Linked DNA regions of Zea mays: regions 1 and 2 are each linked to region 3. A link is a contact called in public Hi-C data. All regions are on one chromosome and are shown on one strand. Each heading gives the region's core, a stretch centred on a gene start, on an enhancer-like site or on the middle of the called end of the contact. The rest is flanking DNA. Distances are from core to core; before and after follow the strand shown. Region 1 holds the start of LOC103650821. Region 2 overlaps LOC100384037 (zinc finger homeobox protein 4). Region 3 holds the start of LOC103650824 (NAC domain-containing protein 10).

What was found. Hi-C and Micro-C count contacts between places; a contact is called where the count stands out from the background.
Region 1: a contact with region 3 is called in a Hi-C map of endosperm, with 1.9 times the contacts expected there. The contact joins the promoter of LOC103650821 here to the promoter of LOC103650824 in region 3. A contact is called at or near these places in 3 of 25 Hi-C or Micro-C datasets (ear, endosperm and root tip).
Region 2: a Hi-C map of bundle sheath shows a contact between it and region 3, with 2.2 times the contacts expected there. The contact joins the enhancer-like site here to the promoter of LOC103650824 in region 3. A contact is called at or near these places in 4 of 25 Hi-C or Micro-C datasets (bundle sheath, leaf and leaf mesophyll).

What each region holds. Positions count from the first base shown.
Region 1 is chr3:159,657,410-159,661,953 of Zm-B73-REFERENCE-NAM-5.0, forward strand. LOC103650821 reads right to left here and starts at 1,653. Exons shown (of 3, transcript NM_001346756.1): 1 at 1,314-1,653; 2 at 1,123-1,187; 3 at 583-969. The coding sequence starts at 1,644. The coding sequence ends at 817. It overlaps LOC103650822 (probable serine/threonine-protein kinase), which reads left to right. Exons shown (of 7, transcript NM_001346757.1): 7 at 1-359. The coding sequence ends at 140.
Region 2 is chr3:159,993,587-159,997,666 of Zm-B73-REFERENCE-NAM-5.0, forward strand. LOC100384037 (zinc finger homeobox protein 4) reads left to right here. Exons shown (of 8, transcript XM_008675029.4): 6 at 1-49; 7 at 130-165; 8 at 518-1,819. The coding sequence ends at 1,291. Among protein-coding and RNA genes, the nearest start is that of LOC109945306, 6.5 kb to the right of the region's middle. Within about 2 kb of position 2,480, at least 20 of the 20 cell types and tissues checked have an H3K27ac peak or open chromatin away from gene starts, as enhancers often do. A contact at or near this core is called in bundle sheath, leaf and leaf mesophyll, where this site is marked.
Region 3 is chr3:159,809,719-159,814,061 of Zm-B73-REFERENCE-NAM-5.0, forward strand. LOC103650824 (NAC domain-containing protein 10) reads right to left here and starts at 2,952. Exons shown (of 3, transcript XM_008676410.4): 1 at 1,735-2,952; 2 at 1,330-1,640; 3 at 660-1,211. The coding sequence starts at 1,927. The coding sequence ends at 975.

The DNA.
Region 1 (4,544 bases), core at 403-2,902, 150 kb before region 3:
CAAGCCTCAACATGGCGCCTCCCACCGTTCTCATTGGCGCATTCCGGCCTTACTCCTTTGGGCAGCCAATGGAGGTGAGAAGAAAGAATAGAGAGCAATTCAGAAGCAAAGGAAGAAATGCAGTAGGTGCAGTCAAGTGACAACCTAATCATGTATTCATGTTACCCCCCTTTTTTTTGCCCTTCACTTTTTTATTATAGATGCCAGATAGATAATAGCCGGTGAATTTCAACCACAGTTGATAGGTTTTACCTTGTATAGTTAGAGAGTACTATACATTAGAGTTGCGTATACTGCATTTATTCTGTATAATGGATCACAGAGTTTCATCTTTAACACAAAGGAAGGTCTGAGAACTCCCTGACAAATTTGTATCTTCAACCTCTGCATCAGAGGAAGATCAGAGAGAAAAGAAAAGGAAGGGGTTAAGGGGATTGCTAAAATACTTGCACGTGATCTTAGGGCATGTTTGGTAGTTTAGGAACTAAAAAGGGACTAAAAATTAGTCCCTAAAACAAACATGCATCTTGCGGAAACATTTCTGCTACATGACCACGCAGAATTCAACAGTACACATAACCAAATGACGCAAAGCTTGGATGGATTTCCAGATTGCCCTCCTTTCTTAACACTAATTTGCACCATTTACAGAATCAGCTTTAGCTTACAGGGACTAACCAAGGCTGAAAAAATATCAGCGAATGATGCAAAGCCAGCATCGATGCATCATAAACGATGACTGAATGAGCCATGCGTGTGTGTTTTTATAAGCTGAGACGTAGTAAAATGTAGAAGATCCCATATAGCGCTGCCTGATCAGGGTTGGGAGCTTGCATCTGAAGCGGCAGCAGGAGGCGGCGAAGGCTTGCTTCTTTGGCGGCTGAACAAGTTGTGCTTGTGCCAAGCGGCAGCGACGATCGACAAGCCACTGAACCTAAGCCATTTGGTCCCCCCTTTAGGTTGAGAGACCTGCATATCAATTAAGGTATCAGAAATTAGCAGATGTAGTATATTCTGTATACCACAGCTGCAATGCAAGTGCATAAGCATAAGCAACGTTTAATGTTCAGATGTCAATAGGAGAGCTCATGCACGATGCCATGAAGGATATGGATCATGTACCTCGTTGGAGTCCTGTGCCTTGTTTGCCGTGATTTCGCTCCTATTGCTCAGCTGTCGCGCCGTCGCTGCAGAGGAGGAGATGGGGAGAAGGATGGTTCGGGAAGTGTCAGCGTCAATGGAGCTCACGAGACGGCAAGCATGGAAGTGAAGAGCAAGTCGCGCGTCGCGGTGTGCGAATTAAGTTGAAGTACCTCTGATCCTGACGGTGTCATCGGCGTCGATGGCATCAGCCACGATCCTATCGACGGCCGCCGTCTTCTTCTGGCAGTAGTACCTGAAGCTCGGCGAGCCGGGCATCGACGGGAGCGCGGCGGTCCCCTCCTCCAGCTCCTTGGGCTCCGGCGCCACCTTGCACCCTCGCCTCCTGCCCCCGGACGACGACTCGGCCTCCTGCCCTTCCTGCTGGTGCGGCGGCGCCAGCAGACCCGAGGTGGACGCCTCGCTGTGCCCCGGCTCCCCCGCCCGCGCCCACCCCCGCCGCCGGAGCTCGGCCCCGTCGGCGGCCGACGCCGCGCACCCCATCGCGGCCGCGGCCAGCGTGGGGGAGGGGGGCCGCCGGTGAGTGCGTGGGCGTGCGTGAGCAGGAGCGCGGTCGAGGGGCGGAGCGAGGGGTGATCGGAAAGGATGGCCTCCCATGCCGCGCGGCGCCGGCCAGCCTTAGTAAGGAGGCACGCGCGGCGCGGGAGGCGGTTTCGACCGTTGTGGCCGGCCAGCGGCGGCGCGGGCTTCTCGGCGCGTGGCCCAAATCTGGCGGCCTCATGGCTAATGATGCCATGCCAGCAGCGTCGTCCTCGGTGCTCCTCGTGGGACGAGATTTTTGACGTTATAAAACGCGACACATTCGGTTTCAACGAAACGGAGACGTAGACGAAGGCTTCGATGATTTAGAGATTCACACGACACACACCAGTATGACTCGAGCTCTCTCTTAGATATGTTTGACAGCTGTCGGTATCCTGAATCAGGGATACCCTCTTTAACAGTATGAAGACGCTGCACCCGTACGACACCTTCAGGTCACACAGAGAGCGGCACCCGACCCCACCACATGGGCAGGCCTAAGGGCACCACATGGCGAGGAAGGATAATACGTCCCAGTAAGCACCGTTGGGTCCGGATCTTCATAGAGGAACACCGGACCCCTGTGAGTACGAGCCCGGAGCTCCCGTGGAGACATGCCAGATGAAAGTCGCCTAGAGGGGGGTGAATAAGCAAATCTGAAATTTATAAAGTTTAAGCACAACTACAAGCCGGGGTTAGCGTTAGAAATAAAGTTGAGTCCGAAAGAGAGGGGAAACAAATCACAAGCGAATAAGGCGAATGACACGGTGATTTGTTTTACCGAGATTCAGTTCTTGCAAACCTACTCCCAGTTGAGGTGGTCACAAAGACCGGGTCTCTTTCAACCCTTTCCCTCTCTCAAACGGTCACCTAGACCAAGTGAGCTTCTCTTCTCAATCAAACGGGACACTAAGTCCCCACAAGGACCACCACATAATTGGTGTCTCTTGCTTTGATTACAAGTGAGTTGAAAACAAGAATAGAGGAAGAAGAAAAGCGATCCAAGCGCAAGAGCTTGAAAGAACATAAAAGTCTCTCTCTAGTCACTAATTTATTTGGTGTGATTCCGGACTTGGGAGAGGATTTGATCTCTTTGTTTGTGTCTTTGAATGAAGTCTAGAGCTCTTGTATGAGGTTTGATGACTGAAAATTGGATGCATTGAAGTGTGGTGGTTGGGGGTATTTATAGCCCCAACCACCAAAATAACCGTTGGTGAAGGCTTCTGTCGTATGGCACACCGGACACTATCTGGTGCGCCAGCCACGTCATTAGGTCGTTGGGTTCCGACCGTTGGAGCTTCTGACAACGGGGGCACCGGACAGTCCGGTGGTGCACCGGATAGACATTGTTCACTGTCCGGTGCGTCTTCTGGCGTCTGCTCTGACTTCTGCGCGCGCAGTTGCACTGTTCACCGTAGCGTTGCAGACGACCGTTGGCGCGGACGACCGTTGCTCCGCTTGGCACACTGGACAGTCCGGTGCTACACCAGACAGTCCGGTGAATTATAGCGGAGCGGTCTCCTAGAATTCCCGAAGGTGGCAAGTTTGGAGTGGAACTCCCTGGTGCACCGGACACTGTCCGGTGCGCCAGACCAGGGCTGTCTTTGGGTTGTCTTTTGCTCTTTTTGTTTGAACCCTTTCTTGGACTTTTTATTGGTTTGTGTTGAACCTTTGGCACCTGTAAAACTTATAATCTAGAGCAAACTAGTTAGTCCAATTATTTGTGTTGGGCAATTCAACCACCAAAATTATTTAGGAAAAGGTGTAAGCCTATTTCCCTTTCAATCTCCCCCTTTTTGGTGATTGATGCCAACACAAACCAAAGCAAATATATAAGTGCAGAATTGAACTAGTTTGCATAAGGTAAGTGCAAAGGTTACTTGGAATTAAACCAATATATATTCTCATAGGATTTGCATGGATACTTTCTTCATATTTAACATTTTGGACCACGCTTGCACCACTTGTTTTGTTTTTGCAAATTCTTTTGGAAATTCTTTTCAAAGTCTTTTTGCAAATAGTCAAAGGTGTATGAATAATATTTTGAGAAGCATTTTCACGTTTTGAAATTTTCTCTCCCTGTTTCAAATGTTTTCCTTTGACTAAACAAAACTCCCCCTCAAAGAAATTCTCCTCTTAGTGTTCAAGAGGGTTTTAGATAATATTTTTGAAGAGGTTATACCAATTTGAAAATACTATCAAAAATAAGATACCAATAGAAAATCTTCTTTTAATATAATTTTGAAAGACTACATTTTTTAAATTGGTGGTGGTGCGGTCCTTTTGCTTTGGGCTAATACTTTCTCCCCCTTTGGCATGAATCGCTAAAAACGGATACTTGTGAGTGAAATATAAGCCCTTTACTTTCTCTACCCTTTGGCAAATGAGTGAAGATTATACCAAAGTGAAGAGCGGTGTGGAGTGACGACGAAGGATGAATAAGTCGATGGAGTGGAGTGGAAGTCTTGTCTTCGCCGAGGACTCCATTTCCCCTTTCAATCTCTAACTTGGTAGGAAATTTACTTGACAAAACACATTAGTCATAGCAAGTGAAAGAGATATGATCAAAGGTATATAAATGAGCTATGTGTGCAAAATATCAATCAAAATTCCTAGAATCAAGAATATTTAGCTCATGCCTAAGTTTGGTAAAGGTTTTTTCATCTAGTGGCTTGGTAAAGATATCGGCTAATTGTTCTTTGGTGTTAATATATGCAATCTCGATATCCCCCCGTTGTTGGTGATCCCTCAAAAAGTGATATCGAATGGCTATGTGTTTAGTGCGGCTGTGCTCAACGGGATTATCCGACATGCGGATTGCACTCTCATTATCACATAGGAGAGGAGCTTTGGTTAATTTG
Region 2 (4,080 bases), core at 1,230-3,729, 180 kb after region 3:
ACTCAGGGCCACTCTGATTTCTCATTTGAAGGAAGCGCTGAATGAGCAGGTGCTGAAGCAAATAACTCTGTAAGGCCTGTTTTATTTGTTAAATGGATCTGGTGCTCACCGCGGTTCTTTTATTTTCAGGAGCTCAAAGTGGAACAAGTCAGAAGCCTGCTTCAGGTAATTTTCTTCAACCAGCATTGCTCTTTTTATGATCAAACTTTAATTTGTGGATTCCTAACCACAATACAGTGTATGGAGTTCATTTTTGAAAAAAAAACATTGCTATCTCACTTATGCTTCTCAATGGATAGAACTTTTGTACTGTAGAATATACTTACAATTTACTTCACCTTTATGTGTTTTGGGGCCATCTGTTTTGGGTTTAATGAGACTGAGTCCCCTTAGTAAAATGGCCTCATACTACAGGGCTGACTGGTACCTGTAACCTTTGAGTCTAACAGTTATGGCTCTTTATGTTAGGGAAAGAAGCAGTGCACCAGATTACTAATGCTTTTTTGTCATGAATCAGGCAGCTCAGCCTCGATTCAAGAGAGCTGCTGAGCTCTGCGTGGGGCTTGGAAGCAACATGGAAATGCATGAGCCATCAAATCAAGGGCATAAGAGGTCTAGCCTCTCTGATCCACTTAGTACTGTTGCTCCAGGAGCTGAGAAGTCTCTTCAAAAGGGACAGTCAAGTGCAGTGTTGTATTCACAGGAGGGAAATGGTTTTGAGCACATCATGACAGAGACAAAGCTTGCTGCAGGTGATGCTTCAGACAATATACGTGGTGGTGATTTGCCTTCACAAGTGAATGGGGGCAACACCAAGCTGAAAATAGAAGAGCACACTTCTGGTAACAAGAGGCAGAAGCTAGAGGATGACACAGATATTTCTCAGCCTCAATCACAGTCACCGCCACCGCCACCCCCATTCCCTCATCCTGACGCATTCGAACCACCACCACCACCACCACCTGAGGTTCCTCCATCACCAGAGCCTAGCCCACCACCACCGCCAACTTCACCGCCACCCAATATGATCCCCCCGCCGCCGCCGGCAATGCCACCCCAAATGATCTCACATGTACCACCTCCAGCTGGTACATTTGTACCTTTTCCTGCTGGACCACCTGGTCCAATGTATTCCAGCTACCCACCTTTTACTCCTGTGGTCAACTTCCCCATAACCAGCCCACCAGCTGGTTTCCCTAGTCCAAGCCCGCCTCCGCCTTTTCAAGGATTAGTGGGTACATTCTATGGCCCTCAGTTCCCCACCGCACCCCCACCAGCAGACAGGAAATGAGTGTAGTAACCTACCGGCAGCCCCCCTCATCATACTAGTTTATTTCCCCTTTTCAACAGAGAATATGACTCGGGGGGTGGGGGGGGGGGGGGGGGGGGGCGCTCCATCAGCATGTGTTGTGGAGCTCAGAAGATTGTTGTAAATTTAGCCAGTCAGTGCGCAGCAGTGAATTTTCTGAACTAGTTGTGGTCTTGGTCCTGGAGTAGAAGTGTAGAACCTGTAGATTTCGACTGCTAGAGAGAATTAGGGATTCTGAGAGCCGAGAACAAATGCCTGCGACAGATTAATAATAAGTTGTGGTCTTGTTGGAGTAAAAACTGTAGATTCCCACAGCTTAGAGAGAGAGCATGGAACTCGGTAGCATGACATGTTGTAACTCATGTACAATTGTGTTCATTGCCAGATCATCCGAGAACATGTACATGTTCCCGTGATGTTTTGAGCGTGTAATTCTGTTGTTCTGTGTAAGATATGGCTTGAGCCGCTGTCGATGGTTGAAACTTTTTGCTCTCGGTTATTGTATTGCCAGTAGTACCTTTTTGCGTCTACTTATCGCACGTGTTCCCAAGTAATGTTCCTGGCGGCCAAAAAAAAAGCATCTCAGCACGAGGACAGAGAGCACACTAGTACAGTACCCTTCACAAGCAGTACAGATGTCCTGATTCTTGCCTATTTTCGCCTAAAACGAGATGATAAATCTGAAACAGACACATCCTAAACCACTCGTGAGCTTGAGTACAATTCTTGCTTATCTTTGGCTAAAACCGGACGATAGGCTGAAACAGACAGTTGCTTCTTCTCGTTCACAGCCTCGTGCCTCGACCCATCGCAGAGCCGTGTTGCCCTTCCTCGCGCGCCGACAAGGCATAGCCTCATTTTCATCACCCCATAGGCCAGTAGGAGAAAACGTTTCGCATTGACCAAGGCAAACAGAGAGAGGGAGGGGGTGATGTGCACGTCCGTGGGCACATCCGTGCGTCGTGGACTCTAAAATAGGCTTTGACCCATCAGAGTAGACGGCTTCGTGGGTCGCCGTCACGAGCACCCGCAGAGTCGTGATTCGTGAATCATAGGCAGCACCACAATAATTGCAGAGCACGCGCGATTCGTCGGAGGAGAGGTACGTGTGACCACGGGCCCGGTTGCGGCTTTTTCCTGGCACGGCCCACGAAGCAGACTCCCTCCTCGCACACTTTTTCTCGTGGCCTGCTGGGCCCCGCTCGCTACACAGGAAAAATGAGACCACAAGGTTGATAGCATATAGTTGGACCATATGACGATGGGTCGTCTTTGGACCATGTCATGGTGGTTTCCAAAAAGGTGATGACGACCCGTACGTCGGTACGTGCGCGCGCGCCCCTTTTATTTTACTTTATTTTATTCCGATCGAGGAAATCCCACACCACACCAAACAAAGCTTTCCGTTGACAAGCCGTGCAGTATCCAAACAAAACCTCTGAATAATTGATTGATTGACCATTGAAGATCCCTGGACCGGTCCTAGTCGATCATGGGAGGGAGGGACTGCAAAGTCAAAGCTCATGCGCCACTTTTCGTGGACAATGCAATACGCGCGCACGTCAAAAAAGTCTAGCACAGAGAATTCAACCGTTGAAGAGCTAGCAGCCGGCCCCTCCGAGATGTGACCGGACCGATAATGATCCATGCTACTATCTGCTTTCTGCGCTCGTGTTTTTGCTAGGGAGGCAAGATATCACAACAGCAAAATAGAAAACATACATCCTACATAGTATTTCCAACAGCTATCGGACATTAATCTAACGTTATAAGCGAGGGAGGACCTAGGCCTCTCCTCGTTTCTTTATTGCAAGTATTAGTATCTAGATTTTCACTGTTAAGTCCCCTGCTGAGTCTAACTAAGATGCTCTCGCTCTAGTATTTTAATGTCCATCCTTATAAGTATGTCATCGCTCTTGTTTTATTCTAGGTCCGCTTATGCGTTCGACGACTGTCAGCCACCGGACATAAGACTTATGTCCGACGGCTGACAAATAAGCCGTCGAACATAAAGTATTTTAAGAACTTTCCCACGCACACGCCCACTCTCTGCCTGCGTCGCTCGCTAGCTCCCCCTTCGCCGCTGCCACTCTACCTCGCTGGTGCACGCCCCCTCACCACCGCACGTGACCTTGTCAGCGTCCGCGCCCTCGTCAGCGACAGCTTCATGGCCTCATCGGCGTCCCTCGCCTGTCGTTCCGTGCCTCTCGCTGGCGCCCCTCATCCTCTGCCTCGTGCTCGCACCCGCCACTTCGTTCGACGCTAAGTAAGTTATTTTCGACGGCAAAAAGTAATTGTACAAATTATTTAGATTGTTTTAGTTCGTTTAGAGGTTGTTAGATATTCTGAATTTGGAATTTTCGAGGGTAATTATTAAACCCTCGGAAATAAGCTTACTCGATGTTATTTTCACACGAAATAATGTTATTTGTAACTTAAACGTATGTAATGTTAGCAAACACAATCTATTGTAGCGTAAACGCGTGTATCATAGTGTTAACAAATGGAACATAACCTAGACGTTGTTCGTTTCGGCCCAACACACCTCGCATGTGACGTATGTGATGTGTGTTGAGCCGGAATTGTCCCTTTATTGGACAACCTAGCTCGGAGTGACCGATAGAGCCCGTGTTTAGGACAAGGCAGGTGCTCGTGCATAATTTCGACAACATAACCCCTTTGTTCTCTGTTTCACCATTTTCAGGCATGCAATTGGAGAACAATAGGGCTATGCTACCAAAATTTTGCTTTAGCTAATGTCTTATCATAAA
Region 3 (4,343 bases), core at 1,702-4,201:
TCTGAGGATGACTGGGTGGATAGCAAATACTTGGGTTGACTTGCCTAGAACGCCGACACTGAATTCTATTCAAATATTTTAGGGTCTATTTAGATGTAGATATAGGAGATGTTAGAATTGAATTAGATCCAAATATTAAATGTGTCTAGTATTGGAAATGAGTTTCAATACAAATATGTTGTTTGGATGTATCTAAAATTGCAATTCCATCCAATAACTAAAGTCTTTGCTCTAAATTGGGAGGGACACTTTTTAGTTGAAGTCAAATTCGATGAAATTGAGCTTTAATTATAGCCTTGAATTCATCAGACAACCAAACATCAGAATTCATAAATCCTGATTCCAATTTTCAATTACAGTCTTGAATAGCCATACCAAACATATACCAAGAACGCGAATTGTTCTCTGAATTCTACATGGCTTTCAAACCCATGTTCACACTTACTTAGCTAATAAAACACAAATATTTTATATTCTATACTTAATATTTTGGTAAGTCGACACGAATCCAACCACCACCAAATTTTTTTTAGAAGCGGGTCATATGCAAATAAAAGCGGGTGGACCCGACTCGTTGGCAGGTTTAGTGACGGTATCGTCTCACAACAGCAGCAAGGAATCGGAATCGGAACAAAATGCATCACAGCACAGCAGAGACGTTGGGCGAATGGCATTGTTTTGCTTCGACGAATGAGCAACACATTGTGGGAGAACCAGGGAACGGTGATTAATTAATAATTGCCGGAGGGGGGAACGGATTAATTTCTCGCTAATTAACAATCTGGATTCGCGACGAGCTCCAACAGCAACATACCACCAAAGCGCTTAGCTTTTTTTTTGTTGGTTTGTTGGAGGCCGATCTTCTTGTCTCTCTATTGATTGCAACTAGGTACTGATGATGAGGCTTCTACGGCAATTAGAACATGGCGCCCGCGATCTGATCGACATGGGGTAGCCAACTCTTCTACTCAGTCTCAGTTAGAGGAGGCGACGGTGCTGCTGCTGCTCCCTTCGTCGCCGTCATCCTCTTCCTGGTCGAGGGTCTCGGAGGCGTCGGTGACGCAGGACGACGGGCTCTCCTCCGCCGCGTGCTCCTCTTCTAGTTCCTCCCTGGCGCCACCACCAAGGCGGGCGCGGTGGGCCGGCCTGGCCCTCCTGAAAATGCGGCAGACCACCCAGTCGGCCGCCGCGTCGCCGCCGTGGGAGCTCACCTGGATTACAGATTCAGGTACACGAAATAGCGAATCAGCCGCCGCACGTCGGTGCGATACATACACACGAGTTACACAAATCAAGCATTGAAGCCAGCCAGGGTTGGCGCGCGCTTACATTAGTGGGCGGAGGCGCGTTGGCGCCGGCGCCGGCGGCGCAGCCATAGGGGTGGAGGCCGGCGGGGAGGAGGCGGTACTCGTGCATGGCCCAGTGGGTGCGGGCGCGGCCGCGGCGGGGGCAGAATACGAGCGTCCGCTTGGTGCCGACGGGGCGCTTGCAGCGCGGGGACAGGACGAGGGTCTCCTTGCCGGACGGCCTCCAGACGCCGGTGCCGGCCGCCCTGGCCGCGCCGCCGCCCTTGCGCCAGCACTGCGTCGCCGGGCGGTGGAAGAAGAAGCGCTCCCCGTCGGCGTCGGCTCCGGATCCCCCTGCAGGGTTGGATCCAATTCGGTCGCGCGTGCTCGTCAGGTAAGGGACGCGAGCGGCAATGCGGGGAGGGGGTGCGATGGAGAGGCACGGTACCTGGTGCGGCGGCGGGGAGGAGGTCCCACGGGTGGAGGCGCGCGAGGTCGGCGTCGGGGATGACGCCGGCGGGGAGCGGGCAGGCCAGCGCCTTGCGGCGGAGGTAGTGCAGCAGCAGCTCCTCGTCGGTGGGGCGGAAGCGGAAGCCGATGGGCAGGCCCGCCACGGGCGCGCCCGGCCGCCGGCCCTCCATCGCCGGCCGACGGGATCGAAGCAGGATTGGGTTTCGTATGTGTGTGGGGCTGCCTGCCTGCGCGATCTACCCTGGCTGACCGATGTCAGGCAGCAGACGGCATCGGCGACCGGATTTTTTTTTGGTCGTGGTGGGGATGAGGAGAAGATGGATTGGGATCCGTCGCGCTTGGCTCGTGGTTATGGAGGAGAGGAAAAGAAGGGGCCGTCGGCTCCGCCGTTTTATAGGGGTAGCGGCGGTGGCGTAAGCTGGACTCTATCAATTGAACTCCGCCCAAACTCAACTGCCCTGCCCGTGCCCGTCTCTTCCTATTCATTTTTTTTTTGTCTCTCTTTTTGGATTTGGATTGGAGTAGTCTTGCTGTGCTCCTACAAGGCTGCTTTTTTTTAAAAAAAAACGGTGAATAATTTCAATTTGAAGCTTGCATTTACAGAGATGAGTAGTCTTGCTGTGCTCCACTACTGTACCAAGTGCTATCGGAGTGGTAGTAGTATACTGCATCTCGGTCAAGAGCAGTGGCCAAGGGCAACAACGTCTCTCGGACCCGATGGTTGAGTTCAGTGCCCTATCTATCGGCCTCGGTTCCCAAGGTACGGTCGGGTGCGGTTCCTTTCCGGGCTTGGCTTTGCTTGCGCCTGCTCTCTTCCTTCCTCTGCCCTCCTCCGCCTGCCTTTTTCCGCCTCGACTCGTCGTCGTGGTCGTGGGCCTCTCGCCGCCTTTCCGAACGGGAGGGAGCACACAAGGGAGAAGCTTCCACGCCATGGCCACCGCCCTCCTCCCTCAGTCCTCACCTCACACTTCACCCGATCGACGACGCGCCGCCTACCAGCATTGGATCCCCCACATTCACCTCGCGACCTTGCTTGCAGCTTGTCTAGCACGCCGCTTCCAAAAAGGGAACCCCGAAAGTTGGCTACCCGACGTCCCTCGTGCCGCGGCGCTACAGACGCACAGGGAGGTGGAGGCGCCGCAAAAGTCGTCGCCTTTGTCCTCTCTCTCTCCCTCCCGCTGGCTGGCGCCCCGGGGCCAGGCGATCGAGCGTGCGCGCGTCCGCCCGCCGTGAAATGTCAGCGCGTTCGACCGGTTGACCTGCAGCTGCAGCTTCGTTCACCGACCACCGCGCGCGGGGTCGGCGTGTCATCGGGCGTCGTCAGAAGAAAGCCACCCACGGGTGGTCTTGCTTGCCTTGCTCGACCTCGAGTGGCTCGTCAGGCCAAGGACGAATTTGTCACGGGCAGCGGGGGAGTTTTGCTTGTTTGCTACTTTGACAGTGAGTAACGGGTGGAGAGTGACTCAAGCAGGCAGGGTGAGGGTGGTGTCAGCGTGGCATGCCACTCGGCGGCGGCGCAACGCAATGCAGCGCAAGGCATCGGGCGCGTTGGGGGCAAGGCAACGCCTTTTGCAGTTGGCAGTGGCTTTCGACGCCAGCCCACAGCCCAGGCAGGCAGGCGACCGCACGCGTACGTCCGCCTTTTGCCTCTGGCGTTTGCTGTTGCACGAGACGATCGTCGGCCCGGCCCTGCCCGGCAAGCAAGCCGGCGAGCACTCACGGACGGACAAGCCGTCGCTAGTGCCGTCACGTGCACTGGGCACTGGGCAGTGGGCACTAGCCGAGTGGCCGTGACCCCGTGGGCGGTGGGCGCTACGTTGCGTTGCGTGCGTCCATCCCCATTGACTGCGGTGGCGGTCGCGGTCTTGGCCAAGACCCCGGTGCCGTCCGGGCAAGTGCCACTGGCTGCCACCCACCCGCGACAGACGGACGGAGTCGGGGGATTGCCCACGGGCGCACGTCGCCGGCGGTGTGGCACTCCACTCGCTGGCTGGCTGGATGGGCAAGGCAGCGGTGGGCCGGTGGCGGAAGCTACAGAGCATTGGCCGCCCGCCGGAAGGTGCCGTGCCGTGGCGAGGGATGCCGCTCCGCCCGGCCCGCGTCACGCGCGCACCCGTCCGTCCGTACTCCCTCCCACGCGCCCCTAGGGCCGGACAGGACATGCATCCACGTCGTCGTCGCCTTTTTTTCCCGGGACGGGACGCCGCTGCGGCTTGCACGCAGAGCACGTCTCGTTGCCGGCTACCCCTCCTCGCCCTGCACTGCACTGCACCTGCTCGGGGTCCGGGTGGTTGGTTGCTGCCGTGGCCTTTGCCTTGGTGCGGGCTTTCGTGGATCGCAGGGAATGCCAACGTCGCGAAACGATGTTGCGTACAGTCCTACTAGCAGTTTGGTGCGTCGCTCACGTCCGTGAAGGAAGGGAGGGGTGGAGTGCTAACTAACAGACCTCTATAGCTAGCTTACTTTCCACTTGGGTAGGGTAGGAGACAAATGCTTTGGGGTGCTTTTGTGTCCCTAACCTGAAATAGCACCCTTGGATCAAGACGAGAGTTCCTAGCCAGCCCAGCCGAAGCTTGTTGGGCCAGG